Linked DNA regions of Astyanax mexicanus: region 1 is linked to region 2. The links are chromatin contacts, called in public Hi-C maps. All regions are on one chromosome and are shown on one strand. Each heading gives the region's core, a stretch centred on a gene start, on an enhancer-like site or on the middle of the called end of the contact. The rest is flanking DNA. Distances are from core to core; before and after follow the strand shown. Region 1 holds the start of dock11 (dedicator of cytokinesis 11). Region 2 overlaps dock11 (dedicator of cytokinesis 11).

What was found. Hi-C and Micro-C count contacts between places; a contact is called where the count stands out from the background.
Region 1: a Hi-C map of muscle shows a contact between it and region 2, with 17 times the contacts expected there. The contact joins the promoter of dock11 here to the enhancer-like site in region 2. A contact is called at or near these places in 3 of 3 Hi-C or Micro-C datasets (blood and muscle).

The regions. Positions count from the first base shown.
Region 1 is chr8:29,789,352-29,795,161 of AstMex3_surface, reverse strand. It overlaps dock11 (dedicator of cytokinesis 11), which reads left to right and starts at 4,292. Exons shown (of 53, transcript XM_007255754.4): 1 at 4,292-4,527. The coding sequence starts at 4,426. It overlaps ntn4 (netrin 4), which reads left to right. Exons shown (of 10, transcript XM_007255750.4): 10 at 1-1,088. The coding sequence ends at 111.
Region 2 is chr8:29,743,672-29,748,951 of AstMex3_surface, reverse strand. dock11 (dedicator of cytokinesis 11) reads left to right here. Exons shown (of 53, transcript XM_007255754.4): 16 at 75-151; 17 at 1,567-1,751; 18 at 1,979-2,044; 19 at 2,310-2,402. Among protein-coding and RNA genes, the nearest start is that of dock11, 45 kb to the left of the region's middle. Within about 2 kb of position 3,506, the one cell type or tissue checked has an H3K27ac peak away from gene starts, as active enhancers do.

The DNA of each region.
Region 1 (5,810 bases), core at 3,043-5,542, 45 kb before region 2:
CACAAGGATGCCAGAAAAGGTCGTCTTCTGGTCAACACCAAGAGTTTGGTAAAGCCATGGAAAACCAGTCTGAGCCGCAAAGTACTTCAGCTACGTAATAAGTGCAAATGACTGAGAGAAAAAGAGAGAAATCTACTTGTTTGAAATGAAAAGCTATAGCTACACTGGATTGGTCATTTCTGGATAAAACTGGTGCCCTGTCCTTAAACATGCTACTCTCAGGCTATGTTTAGACCTCCAACCCAAATAGTTGGCATTTTATCCTATGCAGTATGTGGTTTACAATCAGATTTGTACAATTGTGTTTCAGTCTGGATGCTCAAAATGGATTTCAAAATGTCTTTTGCACACTCATTTTAACTCACCTCATCAAATCCAGAATGATATAAGAACAGCAGCTACTGCTGCTGATATTTATACCACAGCAACCCATGCAGATACATTTATGATGTCCACAAATTTAATCTACAAACAACAGTGAGACAGTTATCTCAACAGATATGATTTGGGAAACAAATCCGTCTGAACACAGCCTCACAGGTCTTTAGCTCCGGGCCATGAATCCAGGCCTGGATTTTGGATTCACTGGTAGGTATGTCACTTGTTAGCCAATCAGATTAGTTAACCATCAGTGATTTCAAAATCCAGAACTGGAAACTGGATTCAGTCTCCAGAGTTGAGGCTTCTGCACATGATCAACCGTCAGCTAAAACCTGATGATGTGAATTGAGTGTATATATATATATGTGTGTGTGTTTTTATAAAAGAGAGCCAGAGACTGAAGATAAAGCAGTTGAAAATATTGCTACATTGTACAAAATGTATATCTACTGTTTTCTGTACATAATTTTGTAATGTATATGTGATAATAGTTTGTATCACTGGTTAGATTTGTATATAACATGCAGGTTGTACATACAAAATGTGAAAATATTTTTATTTTGAGAAAAGGAAAAGGAAACATAAAGATGGCCAAATGACAAATAAAAAGAAAGCCACGAGCAGCACTTCTTAATCTGAAATATCAATTAAAATGATCTGGTTTCCTAGAGGCGGATGTGCCCTTAATAAATGAATCCAACCAGAAATGTGTGTTTTTGTATTTTCTACCATATCATGAATGTGAAATGCACAATATAGTGTTTTTAAATCTCAATTTTTATACATGTTATATAGGTTGGAGCAGGAATGTTAGGTCCAACAATGCAGGCATTCATTTCACTTTGTTTAGATGTGTTTGTAAAATTATGTACATATGGAAGAGATACTGTAAGTAAAATATATAAGCTTCTCATAAGCTAAGGGAACTTTCAATATTTAACACAATAAGAGGTCATAACGAGGCTAGTAAACTAGAGAACTCGTAAACAATTTAAAAGTCATTGCTACCATGGGTTTGGTAGGAATACAAATTGTTTGTTTACTGATGGTGTGCTTAACTGATCAGGGAATTGGACCACAGTCAGCTATGGGCTCCCAATGCTGTTTCCCACTGCATTACACCAGCCAGCTGTTTTCTAGTGGTTTTCAGTGTGTAGGCTGTGGCCCCCAGTGGTACTGCAAGGGGCTATTAACCAAAAATTTATACATTTATAAAACAAACTTCTTGTAAGGATCAGGGCTAGGTTTAGGACAAGGGTGACGTTTAGTTTTGAATTGTGGGTAAGATTAGTACTGGAGTTGGGTGACGTTTAAAGTTAGAGAACATTAATGTGAACAATTTTACTGAATAAATATTGAATAAATAGTTAAAGGTAAAAATCTACAGACCATATGAAGTTTACTATCATACTAAAATGTTGCTAAATGATACAGCATCAGTTGCCTTAATTAATTCGGTCACACTCTAATATTCTGCCCTTAGCTCTGATTGCAGCAACGCATTCACTGTGGCATTGTTTCGATAAGCTTCTGCAATGTCACAAGATTTATTTTAATCCAGTGTTGCATTAATTTTTCACCAATATCTTGCATTGATGAATGTAGAGTCTGACCGCTGCACAAAGCCTTCTCCAGCACATCCCAAAGATTCTCAATGGGGTTAAGATCTGGACTCTGTGGTGAACAATCCATGTGTGAAAATGTAAATGATGATCTCATGCTCCCTAAACCACCCTTTACAATTCCAGTCCAATAACCTGGTCTAAATTCAAAATATTAAGGTAGTCAGCTGACCTCATTCTTTGAGCACATACTGTTGCTGACAAGACAAGATAATTATCTGGCAGTTAAGTTAAGTAGCTTTGATAGTTTTTTAATTACATTTTTTATTTGGTCCAGAAATATATTATATGTCCACTAAATATTAAATAATAAATGAGCAGGTCCATATAGTGTAGTTTAAACCCTTTACCTTTAATGTGGCTCCAGCCACTATAGATAGATAACCTGTTTTGGACAGGAAATAAATGCTTGTTTAACTTAATAAAATAAATTCTTAAAACAGAATAATTTGTTGAACTACAACATTTTGTATGTGTTACATTTCTCCATAGATGAAGTCAGTCGGTAAATATTGTGAACGATGCTGCTACTCCTAAAATTGAAGGCGATTCTACCTCTTCCTGTTCCTGCTCACAAAGAAACCCACACAGCCTCTTTATGCACTTCTAAACATGTCCAGAAGATGTCACCTCAAGACCAAGAAATAAAGGTAGGTTTTAGTTTACAATATGTCTATTATCATAAATGGTTTATGAATGATAACATTAATGAAAAGATTTAGCTTTTTGATGGCTAGGAGGTAATTCACATCGTATAATCATTAATAAACACTTTAAACAAATACAAAGGTGCACCAGTGACCTGAGAGTTGCCAAATAGGGAGCCCACATTTATCTATATAGTTAAATCTCTGATCATGCTGATAGTCAACTCTACACTATCCTCTCCATCAGTCAGTTATTACACAAAGTCATGTGCAAAGGTTTGGACACTGCTCTAGTGAGCTGTTACTCTGAAGCCAGTGAACTCTGACCTGATTTACAAAAGGCATAAAGGAAAAAATGGCTAATTTCTTTAATAGTTAGCAACATTACTTTCCATTTACTTTATTGTGCTACAGTTTCACAATGTAAAAATGCAAAAAAACTCAAAACAAAAGTTTGGGCACCTTGCCTTTTCAGAAAAAAAAAAACACCTTTGTTTAGGTAAGCGTCATTGCAGAGGCCATCCACTATTTATATTATTATGAAGTTTGGTGTATGGGTCTAGAATTTTTAAATTTTAAACACTCTCCCACAACTGCTTTATTAGTATAATTTCCCTAACAAATGTAGTCTAGGTGCATATTGTTAAAAATATGTTTACGTGTACACAGTACAAAAAATCTGCAATTTAGCAATTGGTGGCATTTAATCTTATCTTGCTTTGACTCCAAAAATGATTGCTTCAAAGTGAAATCTTAAATCAGCTTCTACCCCCAAATGTTATTGGATAGACATTATATTGTGACATTATATTTAAAAAAGGACAATGAAATGGTGTAACAACTAAAAAAGGAGTTTGTTGCCTGAGAGCAACATCATTGTTGCTGAGAGCAACATCATTTGCTTGGTTATTTCAACCACCCTAAAGTTCCCATATATATACACAGATTTGGTTTTGATATACTTTATTTTTAACGTATTTTACATTTGCTATAAAGCTAAAATATAGCAAACAGAGTAAAATAGATCATAAATGATCTTTTTCATTTATATATATATATATTTTTTTTTTCCTGCGACTCTTTATTATACGTCTACCTGGCAACCTTTATTAAAATTATATTTACCGGTATTTATTAAATAAATTTACCGGAGTGATTGGATTATTTTTAATACATCCTAAATAATATAAAGACAGTAAATGTTAGTTAAAAGAAAATACATCAATCGAATACATACATTAAGGCATTAGTTAATAAACAAACAAAAAAATAACATGTACGTAAATACATTTACACATACACATAGCTTGTATATATTAATGTAATATGAATAATTTAATTTACAGTTCTTTAGTTATATCCATTAAAATCCCTTGTTCAGTTGTATATGTAATAAAGAATCATTACAAAAATCCCTCATGTCGTTGCAGAATAGACATGGCTCTGGATTTGTGTACATGAAATTCACTTAATAAGGAGATCAGTTCCATAACCTGATTTATTTTATTTTATTTATTTAGTATTTATTAGTTTAGGAACAAGACGTTTGTTCAGGTACGTAATAATCGTTAAGGGAACCTCCTTCCTCTATCTGGCAACCTGCAGTGAGAGGTGGAGCGCGGGGAGGAGGGGGCGTGGTCTCTGGGAGAGCGTTGAGTGAGTCGCCACATCTGTCAGAGGCTGGCACCTGGACTTCAGCGGCATGTCCGCTTCACATTTCACCTTCAGAATGGGGCTTCCAGCGATGTGAGGGAGACAGAGCAGAGCCTGGAAAAATGTCGGAAGTACGGAAATTTACTAAGAGGCTGAGCAAACCGGGGACGGCGGCGGAGCTGAGGCAGAGCGTGTCGGAGGCGGTGCGCTCTTCTGTGATTGTGGTTAGTAACGTTTACCCTTAACGCGCTATTACCGTTACTACAACAGAGAGAGAGTCCTGCTCGGGTCTGCGCGCGCTACCTCTGCTTTTCTCTCTCTCTCCACGTTTTACACACGTTTTGGAGATGTTTGACACGTTTGACCGGTGTTTTACACGTTTTTGGAGATGTTTTAAACGTTTTACAGAGCATTTTAATGTTTAATCTTTGTCCTGTTCTGTGCCTTCCCTTTACGAGCCGCCCGGCTCAGCAGTCAGCGCTAGCCAGCTAGTCTGTCCACACTGATGCTGCGGGCAGAAAAAAACCGTTAAGCGCTTATTTTAAATAAACACAGCTCGCAAACTGAGCATGCGCCAGGAAGATTTCGCTGGCTTAATTTATGGAATATGTGTTTTTTGGCAAGCTATAGAGGTCCCTTCCATAATCCTCCTCACTCCCTAATGCTCAGCCCAGGCTAGAGTCTTTTAGTGAGTAGTGTGAAAGAAGAGCAAGCACATGGACCATGCTGCTGCAGAGGAGTCCCTTTGTGTTCAGAAATATAACCTAGGGTAACAAATACAGGCTGGTGGGCTTCTATCTCTCTCTCTAACTTCCTCTTCAGAGGATTATGCCTGTTCCTGTCCTCTCCTTTCATGCGAAATGGGTATAAAGTGCTTATCCTAGGTGGTGCTGGGATAACCTAGCTAGGCTAGTGGCTTGGAGGATGTGTCCTCCTTATTCATAAATGATGATGGAGTGCTCTGTCCAGGCAGGCAGGCATGGAGGAGGAGGAGCACACCACAAGGGCTTTTAGCTAAATAGCTAACCTGTGTGGGGAAAAAATATACTCATTGTAAACCAACAAATAGTTTGAACTCAAACAAATTAAGTCTGGGTTTTATGTAAAATTGGATATTTCCAAACATTACTCAACTATAATGTGAACATTTGTGGCCACATATAACCTACATACCAATTCAGTTCTTTGAGTTAAATCAAGTGTTGCCATTGGCAACTTCTTTTCTATTGGCTTCTGGCACAATCTGTTAGCATACTGGGCGTGTCCCCCAGTTTTTAACACTCACCATCAGTGTGTAGTAATTCCCCCTGGGCTACCTAAGGGAAAATTGTTGATGATGTATTATGATTAACTGCTTGCACTTCATGTTGTAGGCTTTAAGAGCAAGCATCATTTTCTGTGCTGCTAACTCTATAGCCCTATCCGGACGGGATTAGTTTCTCAGGGGGACATCTGTAAAAATATATTTCACACTTCTACTCAGTGATAAAACTCTTGCATCCAGACT
Region 2 (5,280 bases), core at 2,257-4,756:
AACGAGCACAAGCTGTTTCTTTAAAGTGGTTTTCAAATCTAGAACTTTGTTTGCCCTTGTTTTTCTGTTAACAGACCAGAAAAAAGCAAGATGCAGATAATTCCAGGGCAACTGAATGTCAGCGTTGAATGTGTGCCTCCAGACTTGTCAAGTAAGTCTTCTTGATCCAGCGCTGTAGTTTTCTTTTCAGCTAAATTTTATTTAACTCTGAAAATATCAAATATAAAATTGTGTAATTTAATCTGTTTAGTAATATTAAAATCATATAATTTGTTTATGTATATAAACATAACTATATATTTTTTATTAAGATCAGAAGTTGGAATTACAGCTTAGATCATGTCAAGTAATCTGTTATAGCCAAACACTTGTCAGTAAAAGGTCAATGCTTGAAGTCTAAATTACATTCTGTTCTTGATAATGAATATCTATATGTTCTTTAATGTAAAGAGTCACAGAGTGGTTAGAACTGCAGGCATCTGAATGGTATAGCAGCATGTGCTTCTTTAGAAAGTACAGCTGCATTTCTGTGTGCTGCTTTTTGTAATGTAAATGAGAATTTGTACTCCCAATGTCCCTACTGAAATGTCTCATATTTCCTTTCATATTCCATACTGTAGCATATTATATTTCCTTTAAACTAATATATTTAGTTCATAATATTTCACTTTTTGAATTTGGCAGTTCTGACATGAAGAAAAGTCATGATGATGAAATGCTGGATCAACAGAAATGCTGCAAATGATCTGGAAATAATTTTTCACCCCAAATCACTGTCCAGACCTAAGGACAAAATTTGTTCCAACCAAAAGAGCTGGTCTTGGAATAAATTCACTGAGCCATGTTTTAGTTTGTTTGCGGTATGAAAGCGCTTGACACGCGTCTTTCTATGGATCAAACAATATCAAGTATGAAGTATAACTGAGTGGTCCAGCAGGCTAAGCACTGCCACTATGATCAGGAGATCACCGGTTCGAATCCAGTTCATGTAGCTTGCCATCAGCTACCGGAGCCCTGAGAGAGAGCACAATTAGCCTTGCTCTCTCTGGGTGGGTAGATGGTGCTCTCTCCCCACATCACTCCAAAGGGTGACGTCGCTCTAAACAAGGCGTCTGTGAGCTGATGTGTCAGAACCGAGTGATGCTACTCGACAATGATGCATCAGCAGCAGTTCAAAAAGAGGCGCTGTCTGACTTCACATGTATCGGAGGAGGCATCTGCTAGTCTTCATGTGCTAGTGTTGGGGCATCACTAGTGATAGGGGGATTCCTAATGAGTGGGTTGAGTAATTGGCTGTATAAATTAGAAAAAAATTAGAAATACAATTATATATATAAAAAAAAAATATATATATAGTAAGATGCAGCCCACCTAGGTGATGATGACCAGATGTTGCTTATTGTGCTCACTAATCTGTGGTGTGTACCCAAAACTAACTGGGCTAAATTTATACAATGTAACATAAACATTGCAAACATTGGTTTGAACCATGGTCTGCACTCTTAAGAAAAAAACACCTTTAATCTCTTTAAAGTATATATTTGAGTAATGCTATTTCTTTTACAGATTCAGTCAACTCTTCTTACATCCCAGTGAAGCCATTTGATGAGCAGTGTGAGAAAGTCTCTGTGGAGGTGGAGGAGTTTGTCCCAGAAGAAGCCAAGTACAATCACCCTTTCACCATCTATAAGAACCACCTCTACATCTACCCCCTGCAGCTCAAATATGAGAACCAGAAGACATTTGCTAAGGTAATGTGCAAAGTGCTACAGACATAATGTGTGGAATTTGCTGACTAAATTAAATTAAGTCCAGAATTTAGTCCAGGAGTCTATCTACACTGCAATGAGACTTAGTGTTTCTTTTTCATAATCAGTGGAAATGTGAACATAAAAGAATGTGATAAATATACAGTAATGTATATTAAACTAAAGAGTACACTTGTGTCAGTTGTACTGTCTGCCTATCTGTTTTGTAGGCAAGGAACATTGCTGTTTGTGTGCAGTTTAAAGATTCAGATGATGAGGGAGCTGGCCCAGTGAAGGTAAACATAAATGGCTTGTACTGCATGTGGTTTTCCAGTTTATTTAAATTACACGTGATAATCACTAGAGCTGAATTTAGCCTACATTCGTGAATTAAACTCAGTAATATTACATTAAATCCTATAATGCTGGATTAACTGGATGTATATGTATAGCGAAAGACATCCTTCAGCACTGCGGATTTTAGTGTGTAGAATCTGAATTAGTTTGCTCGACCCACATTAGTTCTAAAGCTGTGTATTTGCTCCTCTTATCTTTTTTTAGTGTATATTTGGCAAGCCTGGAGGACCACTTTTCACCACTAGTGCTTTTGCTGCTGTGTTGCATCATAACCAAAGCCCTGAATTTTATGATGAGGTAAGGTTTCTTATTTTGTGATATCCTATTTTGTGATCCTCATATTAACATTACAGTGCACCTCAAAATAATATAGAGATTGGTCAGTGTGGTTTTGGGTTGCCACCCAACCCATATTTGGCAGTTAATTTTTACACCCCTTATTGAGTCAAAAACACATCTCTATTACACACACATCATTTGAATTTAACAGTAATGATCATTAATCAGTAATAATGTTAAAGTCAAATGAATGTCCTATGCAGCAGACAAATACAGCAGATTTAAGTAAAAATGTCCCCAGGTTTCAAACAGAATTACTGTATTTTTCACACTATAAGGGACACTTAAATTCCTTTAATTTTTCCAAAAATCGTTAGTGCGCCTAATAATCTGGTGTACCTTTACGTATGAATTGAACCCGTCAGGTTGAAAGGAGCCGTAAAGCCACTCTGCTGAAGTGCAGCCTTATAATGCGTTTTAGGAAAGTTTCTCCAGCACCAAGACTGGAGCATTATTAGCATTAGCCGCTAACTGCAGCGCAAGCTCTTTCACTGTTTAGAGGTGAGTATAACGGACTGTGAGTGTTCCTGACTTGCTGGAACACTCAGGATTCCTCAGTGTAGCGCTGTTGGGCGGCATTTACTAGCGCTAAGAGCTGCTAACAACACTAAAATATTGAAAATGTAAGCTTACTGTAAATAAACAGAAGTGCTTTACTCACACAAATAAACAGTTTTCAGGAGAGACATCTGTGTAGATTAACATCCAGCGCTCGTTTGACTTTGAAAGAAAATGTTTTATTGTTGCTTAAAATGAGCCTTATATTCCGGTGCGCCTTATGTATGAAAATAGGCCAGAAAAAAAACAGATTGTTTATTGATAGTGCGCCTAATAATCTGTAAAATATGGTTAAAATATCAAGTTCTCAATTTATTTAGCTTATATTTTAAAAGTTTATTGTTGCACACTTCACACAAACAGATTTAATTTAAGATTGAAATAACCATACTTTGTAAGAGAATGTGTTCATTGTTAATAAAGTATTTCAAGCTTTAAGTACAACAAACTGCTTTTTTGATCACCCCTTTAATAAAAAACATCAGCACAAAATAAAACAAACCCTTGCTGCATCATGGCCCTACAGCACCGTGGTGAGCGTCCCTTATATTTATTTCTGAAAGTTGGCAACCCTACTATGGTTGATAAGTCAAATTTAATAAGTCAAACCAGTTTATTACTTATTTTTTCCTTCCTGTTTCATTAAAATGAGATTTTACCAGTGAGTTCCTCCTGATATTGCAAAACACTGGATAAGACTGAACTATGAACAGAAACTGATTCTGAGAAAATAGAGAAGTATTGAGTCATTTTATATCCAAATTTTATTAACGAATAAACACAAACAGAGGTCATTTTTGTTCAATCTGGTTACATGACTAGTCACAAGACCTCCCCACTAAAAATCCCTTGAGCTGTAAACACTCTCATGTTCTTTTTTTCCTTCACTGAGGGCTTGAGATTGAATTTCATTTCATAATTCACACAGACACAGTAGCAGGCTGGACTATGCCTCATGATGTCAGGAAGTGGAAACGTCATCCCCATGCAACAATATTTTTGGGTTGGACGGTCTATCTGTGCCATCTTGTGGTGGGAGGGAGAATTACGCTTCATTGCGTTAATAGGGTTCCCACAGAATAAGATAAAAATTGGTTAATAATCTTCATAATTCTACTTAGTGTGGATTAAAGCAGTTGTAATGTTTAATTAAACAAGAAGGGACTATTTTATTGCATTACATTACATTGTATTTAGTGGGTGCTTTAATGCAAAGCAGTAAAGCAGTAAATTACTGCTACAGTAAAGTTGCACTCTGGACTTCATGTTGCTGCTACCTGCCTACTCCCCCTATTTTTGTGGATTTATATTGATATCTATTTTATTCTATTCTATTTTATTCTGTTCTTTTTTACTTTATTTTATTTTTACTATATTTATCTATTTTAACCTTTGCTCTTGGGTGTAAACTGGACCGTGGGATCACAATTTCGTTTCACCTCATGTACCACATGTTATGTGAATGACAATAAAGTCTCCTTGAATCCTTGAAAATAATGAGGTACATAAGCAATAGAGGACATGACAATCCAAGGCAAAAAATAAACATTTAGCAGAGTCTCAAAGAAGCCAAAAGTTAATATTGGGAATACGGTTGAAAGTAGTTAGTTTGCTAGAGATGTTAGGAGAGTAAATTATCTTTGTCTTTAGGACACTCTTAGGGTTTAATAATGTCAAAAACTAATGTTCTAAACCCAATTCAGATTTTCTTAGTGTTTCGTATATATCAAGAGAATTAAAATATTACAGGAAATAACAGTAGTTATCTTTCATCTTAATTTATCATCATTTGTTTATTGTTCTAAAACCAGATTATCTAGATTTTTGCCAGGTAAGAACAAGCTGGCCAAACCCAGCCTACTGGCAGCATATCTCAAGCTCACCATTCACTGCAAAAAAAACTTGTCTTTAAAAACAATCTTCACAATCATTACATAACTAAACACGCAGAACAGCATGCTTGGTACGAGGAAAAGAAGAGACTGATAGTTCAGCCTTACTGAGATCTGTCCTTAAAGCAGAATTTCTACTGAGTGAACAGATAAAGTGATCCACCAGGTTGAGGCAAGCTGTGTGGTGAGCAGGGAAGCCAATTACTGACGAACAGTTCCTATAAAGGCTGCATGCTTCATACTCCTAACTGCGTTTACTGTGGCAGAGCGAATAAGCGTGTTAAACAATGACCTTTGTAATCAGCTGTGCATCAGTGAGCAAGGAGTCAGCGGCAGTTTACCGGCAGCATAAGTGTATGAGAGTACAGACGAGAAAGATAATGCTC